Linked DNA regions of Mus musculus: region 2 is linked to region 1. The links are chromatin contacts, called in public HiChIP or PLAC-seq maps. All regions are on one chromosome and are shown on one strand. The core of a region is the stretch at or near the end of the contact, and the rest is flanking DNA. Distances in the headings are between cores, read along the strand shown.

Region 1 (4,609 bases), core at 555-3,054:
AAGAAGCAGAACTCAAGATCACTATACCACAGGCTACTGTCCTGCCTCTACAAGACGGCATCAAATTCTACCGCCCTGTCATCATGCCTCTAAGAAGAAGGCAAAGCCCATTTCCTATTCCATGCAGTGTTTGCATAATACCAATTGCCCATGACCCATCACATGTGTCCAGTTCTTTGTCCTAGTTCTCATACAGCACAATAAATATATCACCCCATTATTACCAACTTAAAGCCTATTTCATTGTCATCATCCATTTGGGACTTAATGGTGTTTACTTAAGCTTTCACAGAGTTCTTTGTGACATGAAGCTGGACTCAGCCTAGCAACTGTAGCTAACAGACTCAGAGCCTAACTGTGCCAATGCAAAAATCAGTGGCTTACAATATCTCTGGACATCAGAGAGGTGTGCACTCTGAAACATCCAAAGGGTCTAAGAAAAGAAAATAAATGGTTAGCTACCAAGATAGACAAAGAAAATAACAAGCAACATTCTGCGAGTCTCATGCTTCTTAGCAGCCTTTAGTGAGACGGAGGGAAAGAGATGGTGATGTGGCCATTTGTCAGCTCATGCTGTGGGAGTTGATGTCAGGACAGATGCATTAGCACTTGGTAATAGCCTCCCACAAGGACTTAGTATGACTCAAAGATGCCTAAGCAGGGCTGCTGGGTATAACCAATATGCTCAACCTAGCCAATTCAATGATCACAAAAACCACAAAAGCCTTTCAGCCACTGTGAGATGGCCACTCCCCGGTTGTCCTCAGCAAACATAGGTATGCATGAGGTTCCTAGAATATTTACTTTTACTTAAGAAGGAATTTAAATTGGTTTCTTCTTGTCCAACTGTTGTTTCTTTTTTGCTTTCTGGTAACCTTTCTAAAGGCAAAATGGAAGGACACCTTCCCTAGTAGTGGCCACACCCTAACAGTGTGTATGCAAATGTTAGAAAAGTGTTGCCTGAGTCATCTGCATGCCTGGACCCCCCACTAGGTCAGTAGGATCTTTCTAGTAAACCACACATCATGAGCTTTTTCAGGTTACTCATGTTACAATTCAGTTATTTTTTTGTTCTTTTCCTTGTCCTGCCCAATTTCAAGAAAAATACTATGCCTTTAAAGTCAAGGTAAGTTTAGCTCTCACTAGGTCAAGATGATGTTTGATTTTCAAAGTTCTTATGGGAAAGTTATTGCCCAGAAAAGAAGTACTTCCAGGAGCAGAGTTTGTGTACACAGTGTGGCTAGATCTTGATGTGAACTGTCAATTGCTTGGAACACCTACCCAAACTCCACCCCCATCCCAGAACAAAGAGACACTCCCCAAGAGAGGAGGAGGCTGACATGGTGGCTGGACTGTCTCCTCCCAGTCTGGTTCCTTTGTTGGGATCCTTGATGTAATTGTTAAAGTTGGATCTACTGTGGCCACTACTGACTCAGCTAGAACAGAGCTAGGCAGCTCAGAGTGAGCTCGGGTTCACTAACTCCACCCTGGCTTTTGTTTCAGCTCCTTGATGAAGCACAGACTGGGAAAGTAACAGCACTTTCCCAACCCACGCGCTTCTCTCTCATTCCACATCAGATTCCACTTCACAATTCTCTTCTCTGCCAGGCTGTGCCTGCTTTCTCCCACACCCAGAACTCCTGTAGTGTCTGGCAGAGCTCTAATACTGAGAGATAAGAATCAGCCCTGACTCTGGGAAGGTGGGAAAACCATAAAGATTTCAGGGAGGGAAAATCTATTGGATCCCTTTTTGAGTTAAAGCAGGAGTTACCAGCAGGGAGCAAAACAAGACCGTACTGCCACCTACAGGCCAAACTCCCTAAAGACAGGCACCCAGGTGACCAAGAAAGCCTTGTTGCTTTCATGTCTGCGTCTTCTGTGAGAATCATCAACCCAGGAGTATAGTGTCCTGGAGAGTGGCCAGGAATGAACTCCTGCTCTTAAGATTCTGAACTACCATGAAAAGTGAAAAACGTGTGTGCAAAATACAAGTCACTGCGTAGGACAGGGAAGGGGGAAGCCTGAGGGAGAAGACGAGGAACCTCGAGCCTGTCTGGAAAGGGTCCTCACATGCATGTTATGTAAGTGCTTAAAAATGATTAAGGGCTAGGGAACCATACTCGATAGCCTGACTTACTGCAAGTAAACAAAGACAATTAAAATTATCTATGGCTTTATATTCTTCTGCAGTGCTTGAAAGTGCGGCAATTGAGCCTTCTATAAAGTATAGGCACAGAATACTTTATATGATGGATGAAGCCACTTAGCTGCCTTAAACCCAGAGAAGCTCACCATACATCAGCGCAGCTACCCCCAGCCCCCGTGCATAACAAGGGTTTGTGGTTTCCCTAGTCCTCCAGAAGTAAAAGGGGCAGTTTAACAGTACTTCCCTAGACCCTACTACAGTGCTCTATTCCCTCTTCAGCCCCTGTCCCACACAGTGCAGCCAGTTTTCTGTGGTCCAGTCAAATCAACAACATTGGTTTTGTCTATGAGTCAGCATTCTGAGATTTACTGAAGTGACAGCGAATCCCTGATACATTTGATGATCTTGGAATGGCTGAAGGGTGAGATGGACCTTCTCCTCAATCATATCCCAGTGGTTATTATGGTTATTTCTAATTAAGTCAGCCAAAGCTGTTGCTAGGAACATCTATCTATGATCTCTCCTGTGGCCTGAGGCTCTTCAAATAAATCACAATGGGGTTGTCAGCTTGACAGACTGAATATCCAAAGAGGGCCAGACATACAGAAAAAAACATACAAAAGAAGAAGATACCACATGTGCATGGCCACGTGTGCAAACACACATGCAGAGTGGAGGAGAAGAGACTGACACAAAATGGAGACAGAGACGGAGAGAACAAGAATACAAACCAGGTGAAACCTAGGCCCTCCCTCGACCCAATTTTGGAGGACACTTCTGGGTCTCAAGCCCACTCAGGCGCATCAGGTCTTTGTCTTAAGAAGCAAAAGGAAAGTTTTTGGAAGAACATATGACCCCAAAGTGTTTCCTTAGCCACTTTAGAAAAGCAGCATTTGTATACTGTGCCATCTGAGTGATCAATTTCAATTACAACTGCTAAGTGGATTTTGGTAGTATCCAGTGGAAAGAATGTAGAAATGTAGTTTTCTCAGCTAGAGAGAACAAATGAAAAATAATAACTATTCTGTAAAGAAAAAAATCCATGGTTCTATTTCAGTGATTTTTCAGAAACAATCCACTCTCGGTGTCTATTAGCTGATTCTATACTGTGCTTAATTCATGCTGAATCTTACATTCAACTTCCTTTTCTGAGGTATTCCAAATCTATGTCACTTCCTCCAATCACTACTATCCTATGAAAATAGATGCAATGAGCACTCTTAAAAGATTTCTGGGGAAAATATCTAGCTTCCAGATTATGTGCAAATCAGGCTCAATAAAATCTGCTGACTATTCCAGATCCACTATTTTAAAACAGTGCTCAAATTTTACAAGCCAATTCTTGTCATGATTGCCCCTCAATTATACACACAACCTCAGAGAGACAGTAGAGATATTACTTTGTTTCCTTGCAACCCAAGCTACACTTTAAGGATCAATTCCTCCCAGTCCTAGGCCTTCCCTACCTGCTACTTTTCAACACCAGTTAAGTACCAAGTTACTACAAAGTTAAAATGTTCTCAATTTCCTTTTGCATTTGTGTCACATGGTACAAAATTAAAAATAGTCATGAAAAGAAGCAGTGGACTTTAAATTCCACATCTGTCCTTCAGCCCCAACCACTCACAAACGTCATTAGTAATGTGCAAATGAAGAAACTCAGCTCCCTTACCTACCCTCTGGTCCCATTGTCATTATTTTAACAGCAAATCTTTCATACCTTTTTTTTTTTTTTTTTTGCAAGTGTTTGAACAGTTTCTGTATTTCCTTTAATGGCTGCTTGGTATATCACTGTATGGATAAGGTCAGCCTCATACATTCTGGGCATCTTGTTTGTCGATCCCTAGATCTACAGCCACAACTTTTCCATGTACATTTCCATCTTATCAGTATGACTTCAGTAAGGGCAGAGGCAAGAGGCAGGTCTCAAAAGATGTGCTGCTTTGCCCTCGCTGTATAGTGGGTCCATGCTCCTGTAGCTGCCCTGTACACAAGGAATCAATGTCATGGATGCAGATGGAAACTCAACTCTAATTTTCAGGGTTGTGAAAACCTGTCAGAGATTCCTGGCTCTCTTCAAGAAGAGCTTTTCGTCATTTTAAGTGGCTGAGGAGCTATCGATTTTTTGGTGATCCATTTGTAGAGAAGCTCTGTTACAGGTACTAATTCAGGCTTCACAGGCATGTGTTTTGAGTGCCACAGCCCTGTTTTCTGCCATGAGGAAGGGTCTGGGCTCACTAAGAACTACAGGCTCCATACTATTGTGTGTGTTTCTTATACTAGAAAGGCACAGGAAGGTGAGAACCATATTATCTTATTATCTCTAAATAAACTGCAAACATAAAGTTCACAGTGTCCCTGGGTTAGAATGAAGGCTGGGATAGGAAGTAACCGACTTTTCACTAAGCCTTCTCTGGTACAAATTACATCTTGACTGCCCTGAATTCGAAACAAGATGAGATT
Region 2 (4,609 bases), core at 1,128-3,627, 190 kb before region 1:
GAAAACCTATAACAAAAAGTTGTGTCTTAAGAACCTGACAAAGTGTCTGTTCGTTGTTCAAAAGAGCAATTAAATTGGTTATTACAGAATATTAATATTCGATCTATTGCATAGCATCATTTTAAATAAAATTGACAATCATTATTCCAAAGATAAGTTAAAAATTGTTCTTATGCATGCTTCTGTCTCTTCTATAAATTCATGCCTGCATGCATACCAATTACTGTGTTTAAAAACAGCCCTTTTATGGGAGAAAACTATATATGAATTGGATCACAGGCTTATTCTTTTGAGCTTCCCCCTGCTTCAACACAGATAATTAAATTGTGTGCTGTAGATGGTGTTTTAAAATGTTGAATAATCAAGCACATTATTTTAACCATACTTTTATTTTAAGAATTTTGAAATTTGGATGCCAAAGAACTTAATAAATGCCTTATAGTATCTTAAAAACTAGACATACTCATGTCTAGGTGAGATGAAAAGGATCTACTTATTGGCATAAGGCTTGGTCCTGAACAGCTAGCTACCTTATTGGGAAAGGGAAAAGCATAGGTTCTCTTCACAGAATGCTGCATGACAGCTAATTTGTGTGACAAGCTAACAGGTGAGTTCGCTGATTGCCCTGACTGTAGTGACAAGAAAGCTGAATTGGGTATATGTTTTTGACCCACCCTTGTTTGCTATTTTCCCAGTTTGGACAAGCTAAGCTGCCTTGCTTCAAGGTTTTAAACCTTATGGGACATAGAACATTATAGACCGTGTAATCTGACTTAGAAATATTAGTCACAAGAAAGAGTTATAGTGATTTTTCTCCTTCCCTCATTGTGACCAGTTATTCTAACTCAATCTTGGACTGGTCTAGTAATAATTCCAGTATTAGAGAATCCTAGGAAAGATAGCTAAAATCTTAATTACCTAGCAAAGTTAATTTGGAGCACAGCCTCCTCTCCCAGAATGTTACAGTCTTTCTGCAATTCTCAAAGCCACCTCTCCCACACTGGGAGCTCTAAGTCTAATCTTGATCTTTGCTATTTTGCAATTGAAGGGAGTCCCTGGACTTCCCCAAAGAAGCCTTTGTACTGTTGCTTTTCACTGTCTCAACTTTGTTTTTCAAGCAGGTCAGTCAATGCCCTTCAACCTGACTGCAGCAGGTGTGCATCCTTGCCTCCAACAGCACAGGTGGCAGTTATTAATCTTCACTGAAGAAGCATTTTAAGTACATATTGTGGCTTTTGGTCTGATTTGGGAATAAGGTTTGCTATGAGGGCCGGACAGTCTAAGATGGGCACCCAGATCTCAGAATCATATCAATCTAGACAGAGGTGCATGCCAAGAGGCCTAGGTTTATTAATAATACACCAGAGAGCCATGAAAATAATTGGAGACAAAGGTTAATGTCTTAGAAGTAGTAGTCTTAACAATAGGGCAGGACATAGCATATATTAAGGCTAGAAAGGCAGAAATTTCAGATATTAGCAATAGTCACTTGGACACTTGGAACATTGATGAATTGGCCAGAGATTTAAAAAAATAACCTAAGTGCATTGAATCCCTTAGATTGAGTTTAATATATATTCCTACTTGCTATTATTATGGCACTATTTTATTAGTAAATCATGTTTCCACTCATCTTTAGAGCACTCCTGAGATCTGTAGCTACGACAAGGCGGGACATTCTGGAACTTTGGCAGAAATATAAGAAAGGGGGAGAGTGCCATGCACACTCCAGTGAAGTTTGCTTGGCAGGCCTAGAGGCCTGGGAGCACTCACGAGGCAGAGTTTCACGGAAACTCACCTCCTGGAACTTTGGCGTTCTCATACTCATACCCTTTCCCCTCGTTAGTCTGGTGTATGGATCCATGTGCTCTCTTTTAGTATCATCTTATTATAAGTGCCTTTTAAGATTGAATTCTGACATAGCTAAGCCTTTGCCAGCGTTCCAACATCCTAGAAAGACCTTGAAGTGGACAAACTTAGAATTCAGTAGGAATTCAGTAAGGAAGTTACCTATTCAGTAACTAATTAAGCATTACAAAGGACCAAGCTGGAATAGCTCAGGCTATTCTGCAGAGTGTTTATTTGAGGCAGTAACCAGTCTTACCCAAACACAATGGCCTAGCGAATAGGTGGGTTTACCATGAGAAAAGTTAGGGAATCCCACTGAGAGTGTTTTCTTCACTAGGCCCAAAGAAATCAGGCAGAACTGTAGAGTTTAAATAAGTTTTATGCCTCAGTCCAGCTTTTTTTTAAATATTAATAACAGGGAAGAAATTGTAACCTCCCCCAAGCCTGAAGACCTTGACTTGGCTGCCACTAAGGAGATTACCTAGGGTGGAGCCTGCCTTTCTAGATCACTCTATTGTTCAGCCACTGTCACTGTTTCTCTTCAAGATAGTGCTACCTGCTGGGAGGCTGCTGAACTATTCCTGACACTACACCCTATCCTGCATGTGGTCACATGCAGCTGGGCTCCAAGGATGAGTTTGCAGGAATGGGCTTCCCCTCTCCTTTATAAGCGCATTCACCATTAAACATTTGATCCTTGATCAGGAAGTTTGTCTTGGCTCCATTTCTCTCTTGTCTGCCTAGTTCCCCTCTCTTTTCATCTCCGGGTTGCCTCCCAGGTGAAATCCCGTTTCTTGTGAGCTGCAGGTCGGTTTCCAACATGTGTGTGTGTGTGTGTGTGTGTGTGTGTGTGTGTGTCTGTGTGTCTGTGTGTGTCTGTGTGTGTGTGTGTGTGAGAGAGAGAGAGAGAGAGAGAGAGAAGAGAGAGAAAATGTATTAATAAAAATAAAAGAAAGAGACCATTAATTAAAAAAAAAAACAACTGGGGAATGGGAGAAGGGTTGGAAGACAGAAATGTAAGGGAGAAAAGTAATGTTTTATTTTAATTTAAAATACGTTCAAAATAAAAATAGAAACATAACTATCTTCATTCAACAAAGCATTGAACAATTATGCATAATGTATTTTTCTGGAGAAGCTAGCTTTTCTCAAGAACAAAGAGAAACATCCCATTCCTGGCAATATATATGCTGGGGGGAATCAGCCATGGAGTAATTACATGCATGATATGTACTCATTGATAAGTGGTTATTATCCAAAAATACAGAATACCCATGACACACCCTACAGAGCCAAAGAAGCTAAATAAGAAGGAAGGCCAAAGTAAGGATGCTTGAATCCCACTTAGAAGGGGGAACAAAATGATCATAGGAGGCGGCAGATGGAAAGAGGTAACTGGGTGGGAAAGGAGAGGAGGAGGGGAATAGTGCAATAGGATCAGTTATGAGTGGAGTTAGGAGAGAGGCAAAGAGGCCTAGGAGAATGAATGGAAAGATGTTGCTATCAGTGATGCAGATCTCTGGACATCCCAGACACCTGAGATGGGGGAGGCTCCCAGGAGTCAATGGGGGTGACCTTAATTGAAATATCCAACAGTGGAGATATGGAACCTGAAGAGACTACCTCCAGTAGTTAGACAGGACCTCCAGTGGAGGAAAGGGGATACAAAACTTTTGACCCCAAATTGTTCCTGTCTAAATAAAATGCAGGGGAAAAGATGGAGCAAAGACTGAAGGAATAGCCAACCGGTGACTGACCCAACTTGAGACCCATACCATGAGCAAGAACTAATTCCTAATATTATTAGTGATAGCATGTTGGGATTGCAGACAGGAGCCTAGCATAGCTGTCCTCTGAGAGACTCTACACAGTAACTGACTGAGTCAGATGCAAACAATCAATCTTTGGACAGAGGTCAGGGACCCCTATGGAAGAGTTAGGGGAAGGATTGAAGGCTCTGAAGGTGATGGCAATCACACAGGAGAACCAAATGTCAACTAACCTACTTCCCTGGGAACTCCCAGAGGCTGAGCTACCTATCAACCAAAGAGCATAGAGATGGCTGCCTTGCCCCATCTCAGTGGGAGAGGATGCACCTAATCTTGCAGTGATTCATTGGATCAGGGTGGGGAGATGCAGTGTGTACTGTCTCAGAGGCAAGGGAATGGGAAATGAGGGAGGAACGCTCTGAGAGGGAACTAGGAGGGGAACAGTATTTGGGATGAAATTACATAAATTAAAGTAAAAGGAAAAACAAAAAGAAAGAGAGAAAGTAAATAACTCTGAGGAGTAACGAAGAAAGAAAAGACTGGACAGCACATATTTACAGTGTCAGCTTGCAAGATGTTGAAATGTGGAAGCTCCATGTACTGAGATGACAGGTTTTCCAGAGAAAGATGTGGGCCAATTGTAAAAGTGCAGCTGAGTTTGAACAGGAGAACCAGAGAAGTGACATCTGATTCTGTAGCACAGTATTAAAATCCATTTCAAGAGCAGGTTTACAGGCATTAAGGTGATCTATGCTTCAATGTAGGGAGCTATGAAGATACAGAGTATAAAAACAGGGCTGTAGGAAATGTCTTCAGATCCTGAAGAAGCTTTGCTGTGAAGCAAAAGAACATGGCAGTAGTAACTGGTGAGGAACTTGTGTGCCAAAATGAGACTTGTAGATGCAGAGGAAGAAAGAGTAATCACAAATACACAGTATTCAGAGAGAGCTCTGTTATCTCAGTTAGGATTACAGGATTAGCAGTAGGGTTAG

Evidence for each region. HiChIP or PLAC-seq counts read pairs in DNA pulled down with a chosen protein or histone mark.
Region 2: a contact with region 1 is called in an H3K27ac HiChIP or PLAC-seq map of embryonic stem cells, with 4 times the contacts expected there. The contact joins two enhancer-like sites. A contact is called at or near these places in 5 of 484 Hi-C or Micro-C datasets (all in embryonic stem cells), 9 of 115 datasets of contacts at active chromatin or transcription factors (embryonic stem cells and epiblast stem cells) and 1 of 9 other capture datasets (embryonic stem cells).

What each region holds. Positions count from the first base shown.
Region 1 is chr11:12,808,581-12,813,189 of GRCm38.p6, reverse strand. No RefSeq gene overlaps it. Among named protein-coding and RNA genes, the nearest start is that of Gm22789, 120 kb to the right of the region's middle. Within about 2 kb of position 1,804, at least 54 of the 459 cell types and tissues checked have an H3K27ac peak or open chromatin away from gene starts, as enhancers often do. A contact at or near this core is called in embryonic stem cells and epiblast stem cells, where this site is marked.
Region 2 is chr11:13,003,204-13,007,812 of GRCm38.p6, reverse strand. No RefSeq gene overlaps it. Among named protein-coding and RNA genes, the nearest start is that of Gm22789, 310 kb to the right of the region's middle. Within about 2 kb of position 2,377, at least 14 of the 459 cell types and tissues checked have an H3K27ac peak or open chromatin away from gene starts, as enhancers often do. A contact at or near this core is called in embryonic stem cells and epiblast stem cells, where this site is marked.